Linked DNA regions of Mus musculus: region 1 is linked to region 2. Evidence: chromatin contacts called from public promoter capture Hi-C data. All regions are on one chromosome and are shown on one strand. Each heading gives the region's core, a stretch centred on a gene start, on an enhancer-like site or on the middle of the called end of the contact. The rest is flanking DNA. Distances are from core to core; before and after follow the strand shown. Region 1 holds the start of Uty (ubiquitously transcribed tetratricopeptide repeat containing, Y-linked). Region 2 holds the start of Kdm5d (lysine (K)-specific demethylase 5D).

Evidence for each region. Capture Hi-C pulls out chosen DNA fragments and counts their contacts.
Region 1: a contact with region 2 is called in a promoter capture Hi-C map of adipose tissue. The contact joins the promoter of Uty here to the promoter of Kdm5d in region 2. A contact is called at or near these places in 9 of 39 promoter capture datasets (the C10 cell line, cranial neural crest, frontonasal cranial neural crest and 6 more), 5 of 115 datasets of contacts at active chromatin or transcription factors (the 230-238 cell line, astrocytes, bone marrow-derived dendritic cells and 2 more) and 2 of 9 other capture datasets (adipose tissue and liver).

Annotation. Positions count from the first base shown.
Region 1 is chrY:1,241,022-1,248,270 of GRCm38.p6, reverse strand. Uty (ubiquitously transcribed tetratricopeptide repeat containing, Y-linked) reads left to right here and starts at 2,512. Exons shown (of 27, transcript NM_009484.3): 1 at 2,512-2,864; 2 at 3,052-3,115. The coding sequence starts at 2,719.
Region 2 is chrY:894,964-902,064 of GRCm38.p6, reverse strand. Kdm5d (lysine (K)-specific demethylase 5D) reads right to left here and starts at 4,277. Exons shown (of 26, transcript NM_011419.3): 1 at 3,950-4,277; 2 at 3,438-3,515; 3 at 2,515-2,637; 4 at 2,108-2,278; 5 at 1,452-1,586. The coding sequence starts at 4,099.

The DNA of each region.
Region 1 (7,249 bases), core at 1,263-3,762, 350 kb before region 2:
TGAGAATTTTGAGGAGAAAGATTGTTTAGTTTCAACCCTTACAAGGGACTGAGGTACATATTTTACATATTAAAGCAGTCCTGGCCTCCAGATTCTCCTAGCATCCCTCAGTCCCAACCTGGCATTCTGTCTCCAAACCTAAACTTTTCAGGTCAGAGGCTGGGCTACCTTTCCCCCAGAAGCTTCTCCCTATATAATCCAGACATTTGGACAATGACTCCCCCCCCCATGTCCCCCTCCTTTTCCTTTTCCTCCTCTTCTTCCTCTTCCTCCCCACCTTGTCTTATCCTCTTTCTCTCTCTCTGTCTATCTCTCTCTCTCTCTTCTCCCTTCTCTGTGTACATGAGCTTTCTCTCTCCATGGTAACTTCCCTGGCCTCAGTTATTGGGGCCAGTGAACTTGCCCAAGAGCAGCTTCCCAATAAGCCTGCCTATATATAAAATATTAAAGACCTGTTCCACAATATCCAACTAAAGCAAGCTTTATTTAACACTGACTAGGAAGTTCAACACTGACTACATTCATGCCAGGATTCCAAGAGAAATGGCTTTGAATTAAAATCAGTCATGTGATCATGCAAAGAAACCTCTACAAATCTATGAACTTTCCATATTTGTCCAATTAGGGGTAAGCATACATCCTCACTGACTTCCTGTCTGCATATTTCTCACCTGTGTGTGATCAAGCATATCCTGAGCACTTGGGGCAACAAACCTTGCTATTGAACTAAAACACAACCTCCAGTATTCTGCAGTTATTTGTCCTTAGGTAAGTGTAGCATACACATTAACTTTAAAGAATTCCCAGAGCTGATTTTTTGTTTGTTTGTTTGTTTGTTTGTTTGTTTGTTTTTGAGAGAAAGTTTTTCTGTGTAGCCCTGGCTGTCCTGGAACTCACTCTGTAGACCAGGCTTCCTCAAACTCAGAAATCCACCTGCCTCTGCCTCCCAAGTGCTGGGATTAAAGGCGTGCACCACCACGGCTGGCTCTGACTTTTTTTTTTTTTAAGAGTTACTTTATTTATATGAGTACACTGTTACTGTTTTCAGACACCCCAGAAGAGGGCATTGGATCCCATTACAGATGGTTGTGAACCACCATGTTGGTGGTGGGAATTGAACTCAGGACCTCTGGAAGAGCAGTCAGTGCTCTTAACCATACCATGCAGTTAGTATCTGAGAGTAAAGTAGCAGAAGCTATACACCGTCTGAGAATCAATTCTTGTAGTGTAGGCTTCTGGAGTCCCAGAAACTGCTTTTCAAGTTAAATTGGGTGCAGGGAGGGAGGGGGAGAATAGGTCTAATTGTTTCTGAAACCTTTTGGCAGAAGGGTAAAAGATAAGTCAGATTGCCTGTTTTTTGCATCTTATGGCTTCCAGGTCTGCAAAGTGTTTTAGAAGCTTCCTAGAATTTTGTTATGGAAGCTTTTGAAAAGACTTAGACATGTTTTGTGGACCTGGTTTGGGGGTAGGGAATTTACTTGAAGAGGGATTAGGTAGTGTTTGCTAGCCAGTCTTCAATACAATTCAAGTTTAAGGTCATCTTAGATTTATAAATATTTGTGTTGGAGACTTGTGATACTGGTTTCTGAGATGGGGAACTAGGTTTCCTTGTGAAGGTCCAGGCCCAGTAAGTAATGGTAATACAAGTCAATTCAAAACTCCTGAGAACAGCAAAATTGGAACTTGTCTTATTATATTTTTTATTATTGTATTATATATAAATGAATGCTCCTCTTACAAAGTGTTGGATCATATTTACAAATTTTAGCTACAACAACCAAAAGGTCAAAAGAAATGGTATTGTTCTCAAATGGTTACTGCATCTTCAAAATGCAATGAGGGATTCCCCCGTCCTTCCCCCCCCCCCGCCCCCTCACGTCACTCCTTGCCCCCGCAGGGATAACCTTTGTGAGGGACTGTTCATTCACTATGATCTGTTGTTTAAGGACAAAGTCATGTGACTTTTATAAAGTTTTTTTGGTTTGATGTGGTTGAGTGGATGGGTAATTAATGAGTTTAGCTATGGTGGTGACAAAAAAACACGACCCAGTTACTCATTGAGGATGATTTCAATTTTAGCTGAATACATTTTGTTTTCCCAACGTGTGTGTCATTACTTCAAGATCTTAATTTTAAAGTTTGCTAGAATTAGTATTAAGGAGCACCGATTCTGGGAACTTAACAGAAGGTGTTCTGTAAGGCAAGAGGAAAATTTTTTTTTTTAACTATTTGGTCTCTAATTGGCTTTCATGTGCCCTAAAAACCGATGTTTGATGTATTTTTTCTTAGTGCTCTTTGTTCCTTGTGAGATCAGTATAGCAATTAAATGAAAGGGTCTGGATATCTAGTGTGGAATAAGAAAGAGTTACAAAGCATACCTAAAACTAATTTCACTGTGGTCGGTAGGTAGAGCTCTTAGGCTGACATCACGAGCTAGCGAAGTAGCAAGTTTAGCTGCACTGGTGATGACGCAAGTCAACAAAAGTCACGTGGGATAAAACGGTTGCTTCCATTGGAAAGCCTGGCTTTAGGGAGAGGTTATGGACGTTACGTGCGGTTCACACTGACGGTATTATAACAACTTTATGCGGATGCTAGCGAAGTTTGATATTCTAAGAACTTCGCTTAGGTTCTGCAACAATGAGTTCTTCTTGCGTTCACCATCTGCGTGGTAATGTGACCAGATAGCCTCTGCCGCTTTCTCCTTTGCCAGTTTCCATGAAATCTTACGGATTATCTCTCACTACTGCTGCCCTAGGTAATGAGGAAAAGAAAATGGCGGCGGAAAAGGCTAGAGGCGAGGGCGAAGAGGGGTCCTTCAGTCTCACAGTCGAAGAGAAGAAGGCGCTTTGTGGATTAGATAGGTACGCACTGCTAATACTTACAGGTTGTCTTTCTCTCTCCGGGTTCAAAAGACTCTCCAGGAGGCCTGACTGCATCTTGCTTGCGGTGACGACTCGCTTTCGCCTAGCACTGTTAACAATGTTTTGGGAGATTTTTTACTGATGTCTTTCTGTGATCATTAACAAGAGCCATGTATTTCTTCCACAGCAGCTTCTTCGGGTTCTTGACCCGATGCAAAGATGGCGCCAAGATGAAGACGCTGTTGAACAAGGTCAGCAACTGTTTAAACATAATTACTTATATTTTTCTCCTAAGCTTTTCACTGTTCCAAGCCTGGAGCCTCTCCCTACTCTGAAAGTGCTCATTATAGCTTTTAGGGATCTTTGAAACTTTTTTTTTCCTTCCCCGTTTCTCCTTTCTTGGCTTACTTTCCTGATAGTTTGAGGCCCTGCCTCAGCATACAGCCCAGAGCACTGCTTATTTTGCAGTTTTTCTGAGGTCAGCTATATCCTCCAGTTACTCATCTCAAGTTATGAGAAGACGCTTGGTTGTTGCAGCCTCTTGTGATATACACACGTTTTATTATTTTCCCATAAGGGACAAGTTATAGGTAAGGAGATAAAGAGTTTCCGTACTTAAAAAGAATTTTTTACGATGCAGTAGTAATACTATGCAGAAATAATACTGAATTCCAGTTTGGAATGTTAATTTTTTTTTTTTTTTACTTCCTTGTAGTTTATTTTCCAGAGAGTGAGAGAGCACACGGCATTTCCTTTGTGAAACTTTGCATTGTCATTTAGTTATTGGCTGCTGGTATCAATCAAGATGGTGGGAAATAGAGGGAGGAGAGGGGAAATGAAACAGTTTTAGAAAGGAAACAGGGTAGTTTTACCAAGAAAATATTAAACCTAGCAAGTACAGGTTAATGAAAAGTATTCCCCATTACTTAAAAGGAGAATTATCAAGTCTTTTTAAACCTTTAAAAAAAGATTCTTAGCCGGGCGGGGTGGCACATGCCTTTAATCCCAGCACTTGGGAGGCAGAGGCAGGCAGATTTCTGAGTTTGAGGCCAGTCTGGTCTACAGAGTGAGTTCCAGGACAGCCAGGGCTACACAGAGATACCCTGTCTCAAAAAAAAAAAAAAAATTCTTAAAGGTAACATATTTAGATACTTGTAAACCATAGCAAAAAAAGCACAGATCTGTGACATACATACTTGTTACCATTATATAGTTTCCGTTCTAATGAAAATCAGTGATTATAAACTTGATAATTTCATACCACCAATGAAGTATTAATAGTATTCTTTTTTGGTTTTTGGAGACAGGGTTTCTCAGTATAGCTCTGGTTGCTATACAGTTAATAGTGTTCTTAACATATATGTGTATATATAAATTTATGTATGTATGTATATATATATATACATATATATATATGCATATTATGCACACATAATTTTTGGTTTGGTTTGGTTGTGAGCCTAGCCTTTAAGGACTGAGTCCAAGATTTAAACACTCTTCAGGTGATATGTATAGAAACATATTTCTGTTTACTAGTAGGTTGCTAGGTTTCTGGTGTACAGTGGGTAATTTTAAATTTGATGTTAACCTCCACACTCTTTTAAGATTTCATGGTAAAAGCTTAAAGAAATGATTTTGTCTAGTTTTTATTTTTATTTTTTAATTTTTTTTATTTTTTTGGTTTTTGGAGACAGGGTTTCTCTGTATAGCTCTGGCTGTCCTGGAACTCACTTTGTAGACCAGGCTGGCCTCAAACTCAGAAATCTGCCTGTCTCTCCCTCCTGAGTGCTGGGATTAAAGGCATGCACCACCACGCCTGACGTGGTTTTTAAAGATATAATTATTTAACTATATCTTAGCATTTCTTTTTTTTTTTTAGAGTAGTAATTCTTATATTATAAAAAAGACTTGGTGTTGAATGTATTTTTGGAGTGACTACAACAACTATGTGTGATCCTGTTTGTCCTAGAACTCACAGACAGAAATATCACTTTCTCTGCTTTCTCATTGCTCATTGCTAAGATTAAAGCCCTGTTTTCCTAAAACTGGCTTCTTTTAAATTTAATAATTTTGTATATATTCATGTCTGGAAGTTATAGGACAAATTGTGGAAGTCAGTTTTCTTCTTCTATCATGTCAGGGCTGGAGGCAAGTCCTTTTACTAGCTAAGCCACTTCCTTGAACTTTCAGTTTATGTGTATAGTGTTTCTACTGCTTGTAGGTCTATTCCACTTGAGTGTCTGGTTCTACTAAGGAGTTTAGAAGAGACAGACCTATGGAACTGGAATTAGTGAAGGTTGTGAGCTTCACTAATCAAACCAGTGTTCTCTTGCAGAGCTCTTTAGTTTATTTAAGTAGCATATATTTTTCAGGTGCTTTGTAATATCAATTTATATGTTAGTAAACTGTTTTCAAATATTGAAATAACAGGTATTTTTTAACTAATTGCAACAGCATTTTAAAAATGAGAAGTTAAAAACAAAATATGAGAAACTATCAAGTGCCACTGTTCTTAGAACATTTATGAGTTGTGCCTTTATTAAACATTGAGTAATATGTATTTTTGTTTTAGATCAGTCTCAGCCTTTCTAATGCAGTTTCTCATGTTGTGATGACCCCCAACCATAAAATTATTTTTGTTGTTATTCATAACTAATTTTGGTGCTGTTATGAATCATTATGTAAATATCTGAATAGTTTATTAGTGACCAAAAAGGTATTTTGACCCATAGGTTGAGAACCATTATTTTAGACACTGTCTTAGTCTATATTTTGTTGCCCAGAATAGCTTTAAATTTGAAGAAGTACTCATCTCTCAGCCTCCAAGTATTGAGATTTCAGGCATGAGCCACTACTCTTTAACAGTTATTAAAATGTATTACAATTATAATTTAAAATGACAAGTATTAAAAACTGAAATATAGGGCTGGTGAGATGGCTCAGTGGGTAAGAGCACCCGACTGCTCTTCCGAAGGTCCAGAGTTCAAATCCCAGCAACCACATGGTGGCTCACAACCATCCATAACGAGATCTGACTCCCTCTTCTGGAGTGTCTGAAGACAGCTACAGTGTACTTACATATAATAAATAAATCTTTAAAAAAAAAAAAACAAAAAAAAACCTGAAATATATAAAGGGCAATTGATGGATGGTGGTGGAATATCCCTTTATCCTAGCACTGTGCAGAGGCAGTTGGGTCTCTTATAAGTTTGAGGCCAGCCTGATCTACATAGCAAGTTTCAGGACAGCAAGATTAGACAGAGAAACCTGCCTCAAAAAAGGACAATTTGTTTTTAAGCCTGACAGTGGTGGCATACACCTTTAAACCCAGCACTTGGGGGACATAGGCAGATAGATCTTTGTGAGTTTGAGACTAGCCTGGTCTACAGAGAAAATTTCAGGATAGTCAGAGTAACAGAGAAAAAGTTCAAAAACAAAAAAACAGAAGAGTCATATGACAGTGTTTTAAATCTGCAAGTAAGCAAGTATTTTCAGGTGATATGCTGATACTTTATTGTAACGGCAGAATTCAGAGGGCTGAAAAAGTCGTTTTTTGAGTCAGACCTGTGGCAAGTGCCAAGTGCTTTTACTTCCTGAGTTATCAAGTGGCTAATAATAATAATAACAATAATAAAAATAATAAAATATAATTATTAAAATAATAAAGTTGTTGTTGTTCTTCTTCCTTCTTTCTCCTCCTTCTTCTTCCTTCTTCTTCCTCCCTCCTTCCTCTCTTCTTCTTCTTCCTTCTTCCTTCTTCTTCTTCCTTCTTCCTCCTCCCTCCTTCCTCCTTCCTTCTCCCTCCTTCCTCACTTCTTCTTCTTCTTCTATTATTATTTTGGGGTAGAGTCTCACTTTGTAGTTAGTGTAGACCATAGACTGGCCTGGAACTCAGTACAGGAAAGAAAGCTGTATGCCAGGGGCTGGAGAGATGGCTCAGTGGTTAAGAGCACTGACTGCTCTTCTGAAGGTCCTGAGTTTATACCAGCAACCACATTGTGGCTTACAAGCATCTGTAATGGGATCTAATGCCCTCTTATGGTGTGCCTGAAGACAGCTACAGTGTACTTAGATATAATAATAAATAAATCTTTAGGCCAGAACAAAGTGAGCAGAAATCCTGAATTCAAATTCCCAGCAACCACATGAAGGGAAGAGACTCTGGTTGCACACATTGACTTTCTTTTTTTTTTTTTTTTTTTTTTGGTTTTTCAAGACAGGGTTTCTCTGTGTAGTCCTAGCTGTCCTGGAACTCACTCTGTAGACCAGGATAGCCTCAAACTCAGAGATCCATCTGCTCTGCCTCCCAAGTGCTGGGATTAAAGGCATGCACCACCACTGCCTGGCTAAAATGGTCCTAAAATGTCTGTAAAGACATTTCCAAT
Region 2 (7,101 bases), core at 3,028-5,527:
GTCTCTCAACTAAAGAATGGACAAAGATACCTTAAATGTATGTGTAAATGTGATACCTTTACACAATGCAGTTGTTAAACTCAGTTGTTAAACAAAAACAAAAAGACAAAACAAAGCAAACAAACAAACATGAAGTTTGCAGGCAAATGAATGGAACTAGGAAAAAAAAAATCATCCTGAGTGAAGTAAGTCAGTCCCAGAAAGACAAACCATGCATGTCCTCACGTATAAGCAGACATTAGCTGTTAAATAAAAGATAGTCATGCTACAATTTATAGACACAGAGAGCCTAAGTAACAAGGAAGGCTCAAGAGGGGGCACATGGATCTCTCTGGAAATAGGAAATAGATTTTCAGGTGGAATGGGGGCAAGTGGGTAGGGAGCAAAAGATATTAGGCCAGCATGGGGAGCATGTAGGGATAGAATACATTGAGAGAAGACTGAGATTTGGAATATCCGTAAAGTGATGTGGAAACCTAGTGCTGTCCTTTTGAACCCTGCTTAGTTTATTCTGTGGGCCTTGTTCTCCTGGTGTGCTTGACCCCTCTGGCTCCTACAAAACTTCCTTCCCCCTCTTCCAAAGGATTCCTGTGGCTCCCCCTAATTTTTGGTGGTGGGACTCTGCATCTGCTCTCATCTGTTGCTAGATGACTCCTCTTTGATAATAACTGGGCTAGGTACTGATCTATGAGTTCTTGTACTCTATGCAGGTGATTCCAATGAAGACTTCTAGAAATGTGGGAGAGTGAGACTAAACCAGCTATCTTTTGTAACCAGGCAAGGCTCCCAGTGGTCGGATTGGCACATTAACACAGTCATGAAACCTTGCTTCTTGTACATTAAGAATTGGTCAGCTTTGGAAAGGTTTAGTTCAGTGTGCCAGAGATAATTTTTAAATTTTAATAAATGTAAAATTAGCCAGGAACAGGCCTTTAATCCCAGCACTTGGGAGGCAGAGGCAGGCAGATTTCTGAGTTTGAGGCCAGCCTGGTCTACAGAGTGAGTAGTAGTGAGTATAAGCAATATAGTTTTATAATATCTAATCCAACTATTAAGTATTCTAGATATAACATTTTCATATTTCAACACTGAAAAAGTTTTATAATTTTGGGTATTTTTTGGTTTTTTTTGAAAAATCATTATGTATCTTATAAAAAATAAAATTCATAAAAATTAATTTAGAGCTATAAGAATATTCACTTTGAATACATAAAGAACAAATAGAAATAAAAATACTATAAATCCTAAGTGAAAATAATCATTTCCCATTGGTTTCAACTTAGATATTCATGTCAAATTTTTTTCCCTTTTCTTGATTGTTTAAAATATCTTCTGAAAATGGATTTTCACCCAAACTCAATTTCTAAACTAACACTGGCAGCTTATTAGAAGGAAATATAGAAAAATAGTTTATTAGAAAAATAAAATAAGTTATTAGAAAAATAGTTTACCTCAGGCTGTAGCCTTTTTCCTCGTCTACTGTAGCAACTGAATTTTGATGGCTGAACAGACTGTCTAAGAGGAATGCTATGAGGTTTGTATTCCTTGTCTCTTTCTTCACTGTCAAATGGATCTGTGTTACATTGCTGATATGGAGAGAAAAAAATATAAAAATATATTTATGAACATATAAACTCATATATATGTATAAACAATGCGTTTAAGTTCAGCAATGAAATATTCATGTGTATACATATACATAATATTTAAAATAATTAAGTTCAGCTAAACAAAAGTAATACCAGCTTACTCATTTTGAACACCTAAAATATGAAGTTTCTAAAATAAGGAAGCTTAATAATTTCAGAAAATAATTATCTACTTTTCAGATAACAACCTGATGTAATTGCACTTCTTTTTCTAGGATGTGATTTGGTTCATAATAATAACTTCCCATGACAGAAAGGAACTCACTAAAGTTTACTGACCATAGACTGAACAATAAAGCTTTTTATAAGCAAGTTTCCAAAGGCCTATTCCTAAAAATTTAAAATATAACAAATTTTAATTTTCTAACAATTCAAAATAAATGCCAATTACAAAGAAAAAAGTAAAAACGAAAGAAATCAAATCTTGTATCAAGCTCCAAGTCAGTTATGACCCTCACCACAAGATTAGCTCCAGACTGAAATATTTCATAAGGGTAAATGATCCGTTCGTAGTGGGACCGAAGCAGGGAACCAATGTTTTTCCCTGATGGGTAATTAAGGCGTTGGGCAACACGGGCCCACCGACGGTCCTTGCAGATTGCTTCATATCCACCTTCCTCCATCACAATCTAAATGGACAAGAAAATATATACGTAAACAGTGAACACACTGGAAACATCTGAACCCTCCAGTGACCCTTAATGCAGGAAACATAGCATGTCCTTCAAATATCACTTCCTTAACCACTGTATAACTCATATCAGGGTTGTTGCCAGGTTATATTGTACTCCTTTCTAAGCAAATATAAATGGAAGTATGTTTTATAGTTATGGCTTATTTTTTCTCAAATGTTAACTAATCTTACCTTATTAAGGCTGTAAAGGTCCAAGATCTTCCTCTCCACATTAGGTATCTTTAAGGAAGAACCTTGAATTTCCCAGAACTTTGCAATCTGATCCAAATAGTTCAGTTTTACTCTGGTCTGGGCCTGGGAAAGAAAACGGTCAATAAATTAGAACTACTTTTTGCCCCCACTTTGTACTTATCTTTCCTTGCTTTTTTAAAAAATATTTTAAAATTATAATAGCATCATTGCCCCCTTAAACAAACTGGTATGCTACTCCTTGTGAGGCACTATTTCTCCCACTTTTAGTCTTCCTTAGTGCCCTGTAGTTATTTGTCTAAGGTGAGGCCTCCTTAGTTTTCTACTTTTAATAGTACCATACTATTGGTGTCATTCCTGTTTAGATCATGTTTCCACTCCCATGTTGATAAGACTTCTCAACCTCAAAGCAAACTTTCATTTCCTCTGCTCTTTCAATATCACTACTCCCTCTTCCACAATAATCTCTTAAGACCTAGGTGCAGGAAGGAATAAACTAGAAAAGTAAAAGGCAGCCACTTCAGAGTGGGTATGAGGAAGCAATAGAGGAGACTAGAAGGATGTAAGTAACCTTAAAAAAGAAATAAGAAAAACGGAGTATGGAACTTTAATTATACCTCTTGTATAACTTATTTTTTTATTTTTAGGCAAAGGTTATCCTATCTTTACTTTCTTTGTAGCTTTAACCTTAGTCTATCATATAATGGAATGTTGAAACCTTCATGTTCTGGAATTTTATAAACCTATATTGTGTTTTAAAGAAGGCACTGTCATAAATTAATATTTTTAAGAAATGATATGTGGGGTTGCAATAAACAATGTTTGATATCAGAAACTAAATACAAGTCATTGTTGTAACAGCAAAGATTAGAATTCCAATTGTTATATAAAAGCACATTTCTTACCTCCAGTTCATTTAGCCTCTGAATTCGAGGAGTAAATCTGAAGTTATCAACTTCTACAGCAAAAGGAGGTTGCCAATCCTAGAAGCCAATTAGTAGTAGTTCATGGTAAAACTATGTGAATGCATGTCCTGCCAATCAACAGATATTTAACCTGAAGCAAGGATCCCACACCCTTTTCATTTTACTTGAAACTGAGAAAGTGACCAATAAATATAACAATATAAACTTGTATAATATATTTTTCCAGTTATAAATGAGACTGCTAGTATACTGAATTTTTCTTAGTTGAAACATGGTACAGACAACCCATTAACTGAAAATGTATTAACTGCACATCTGCAGAAGCATTTCAAGTTCTAACCACAAGGAATCTGGATGGCTGGAGGACTTTTCTACAGTATGAAAGGAGTAGGTAAAAAGATTCAAAACGCCTACATAAATCTAAGGCCTTGTTAAGGGATCATCATCATCATCATCATCATCATCATCATCATCTCATTTCAGAGGCTTACCGCAGGTGGGCGTATCTTGCAAATGCCTGATTTCTCCGCAATGGGTCTGATTTTAGCTATATAGCCAAGAGGATCGCGGAATTCCGCCCAACTGGGCTCAAACACAGGGCACTCAGGCGGCGGTAGAAAGTCGTCAGATCCTGGCTTCATGTTCGCTCAAAACGCGGTTATAAAAAGTGATTCGATATTAAAGGGCGAATGGAATTGCCTACTCACTGCGTGGCACCCAGGAACTTTATTTTCTTCTAAATTTCAGAGTTTGCTTAATTCCACATTCTTACAAATATTCACCTCCTCGTTCGGTTCCACCATTTTTAGATCACAATGTGACACGAGATGTGTCGCTCCGCTGACTTATTTTTCAAGCGTTATTTATAAATCTGGAAGTCGTTTCACACATAGGTAAAAGTTGAAGCTACAGAAACGAAACGACCAAAGGAAAACAGACACAAACTAATTTATCTTCTTCATTAAACTGTATTTAAAAAAGAAAAAAAAACCGACTGCTTAGATAAATACTTAGCCGGATCTTTTTTCTTTTAAAGATATCACTGCACGCGAGCGCCTGCGCAGTAGAAAGCTAACAACCCGGAAGCAATTTGGCTGCGCTAAAGTGTCTGCCGGAACTCCCTCTTTATGAAAATAGTAACAGGGGTTCTCTTCTCTCTTCTCTTTCTCTTCTCTTCTCTTTCTCTTCTCTTCTCTTCTCTTCTCTTCTCTTCTCTTCTCTTCTCTTCTCTTCTCTTCTCTTCTCTTCTCTTCTCTTCTCTTCTCTTCTCTTCTCTTCTCTTCTCTTCCCTTCTCTCCTTTTTATTTTATTGGTTTTTTTTTTGGGGGGGGGAGAGGGGATTTTTTTTTTTTTGTCCTTACTCGACCAAGTGGCAAGACCTTGACTTTGTGGAAGTTAGTCGGTGACTATAATTCTAGTGCCCCAGTATTTCCATGCACATTATTTAACACTGTACTTGCTATGCATACATTTATTATAATATTTATACATATTCAAGATTAAATTTCACAACAATATCTTCCATAAAAAACTGAAATTTAGCCGGGCGTGGTGGTGCACACCTTTAATCCCAGCACTTGGGAGGCAGGATTTCTGAGTTCAAGGCCAGTCTAGTCTACAGAGTGAGTTCCAGGACAGTTAGGGCTACACAGAGAAACCCTGACTCGAAAAACGAAAACAACCAAATAACCAAACAACCACCCCCTCCCCCCAAATGTAATACCGGACATACTGTATGGAGAATAGGTATGTTATTTACATGCACAAGTACTGGTAAGTAAATCTTTTACTACATGAAAAACTAAGAAAACTTTCTGAGATACTCAGAAATAAAGTTTGTTGCTTTTTTAAGGTAGCAGACACAATTTTGAACAAACAGAAAACCATATTCTCTCTGGAAAATCATCATGACAGATTTTCTTCCTCTCTTTCTCTCTCTCTCTCTCTCTCTCTCTCTCTCTCTCTCTCTCTCTCTCTCTCTCTCTCTCTCTCTCTCTCTCTCCCTCCCTCCCTCCCTCCCTCCCTCCCTCCCTCCCTCCCTCCCTCTCTCTCTCTCTCTCTCTCTCCTCCTTTCTCTTCCTCTCTCTGTTTAAGCAAAGAATTCCACTATTTATGCTGAACAAGCTGTGTAGACCTCATTAAATTACTTTTTGCTTTTTAAACACCCTGTTCTACATTTCAGTTTTTAACTGTGTTTATAACTTTTTACATGTCTGTTACTAAGGGAAATCCAAGTACTTTGCAGTTTTATAATCTTCGAAGATTTTCCTTCCTTTTTTCTTTCTTTTGTCTTATTTTTGTTTCTGTTGTGCCTCAATAAAGTAGGTAAACACATCTGGTTGGTTTTCAACCCAAGATAAGGAAGGGGGTGGTGGAGGTGGTGGTGTCTATTTTACACATCAAAGCAGACCTAGCCTCCAGGTTCTCCCTATCTGGCACACCCTCCCTTCCCCCCTCCCCCATCTTGAACTTCCCAGCCCAGCGGCTGGGCTGTCCTTCTCCCAGTGGCTCTTCCCTATGCATTCCAGACAGTATGGTAGATCTTCTTCTCTTCTCTCTGCCTGGGTGCCCTTTTTCTCTTTTCCCCACCAACATACACTTCCCATGGCAACTTCTATAGCCTCCTTTTTTGAGGCCAGCACACTTACCCGAGAGCAGTTTCCCAGAAAACCTACATGTAATATAATCTAATTTGTATTAAGTTGGCTTATTTCACTGGCAGAGAAATAACCTATGAATACCTCAACACCACCTTTATACTTTCAAATTCATTATGTAATATCCTTTCTTGTATATTTTGAACAATATACACACAAAAAATCTTTCTCCTGAGTCACTCTCTGTCCCTGCAACTCTTAGCTCTGCCTCCCTTTTCCCTGTCCTCCTGCTGCACTTATATTTTAATGTTATTGGACAGAGAAAATCCTGCCACTGGCCTTGGACAACATGCTTGGTTATAGATGATGACTGATTCAGGCTTCATATCCCTCATTGCTATTAATCTTATCTAGGGTCACCTTCTTAGATTTCAGCGATTTTCCATTGCACAAAGTTTCTTTCTTTTCTTTTCTTTTCTTTTCTTTTCTTTTCTTTTCTTTTCTTTTCTTTTCTTTTCTTTTCTTTTCTTTCTCTTTTTTTTTCAAGACAGGGTTTCTCTATATAGCCCTGGCTGTCCTGGAACTCACTTTGTAGACCAGGCTGGCCTCAAACTCAGAAATCTGTCTGCCTCTGCCTCCCAAGTGCCCAAGTGCTGGGATTAAAGGTGTGCACCATGCCACACCAACACACCCCGCCGCAAAGTTTCTACCTTGACTGGAAAATGCATTCCAATTTTACTTGTCTTCCCCCACTATGATCTCCCTCTATCTTCACCACACAACATTCTTGTGTTCCCATCCCCTCTCATCATATCTCTCTTTCCAGAGAGATCCATTGGTCCCTGTTTGAGCCATCTTTATTTTGAGTCTCTCTGGGTCTGTGGATTGTAGCATAATTACCCTTTACTTTAGAGCTAATATCAAACTTATAAGTGAATATATACCATTTTTAAAAAGATTAATTTGTTTTATGTATATGAGTACACTGTCACTGTCTCTTCAGACACACCAGAAGAGGGTATCAAATACCATTACAGATGGTTGTG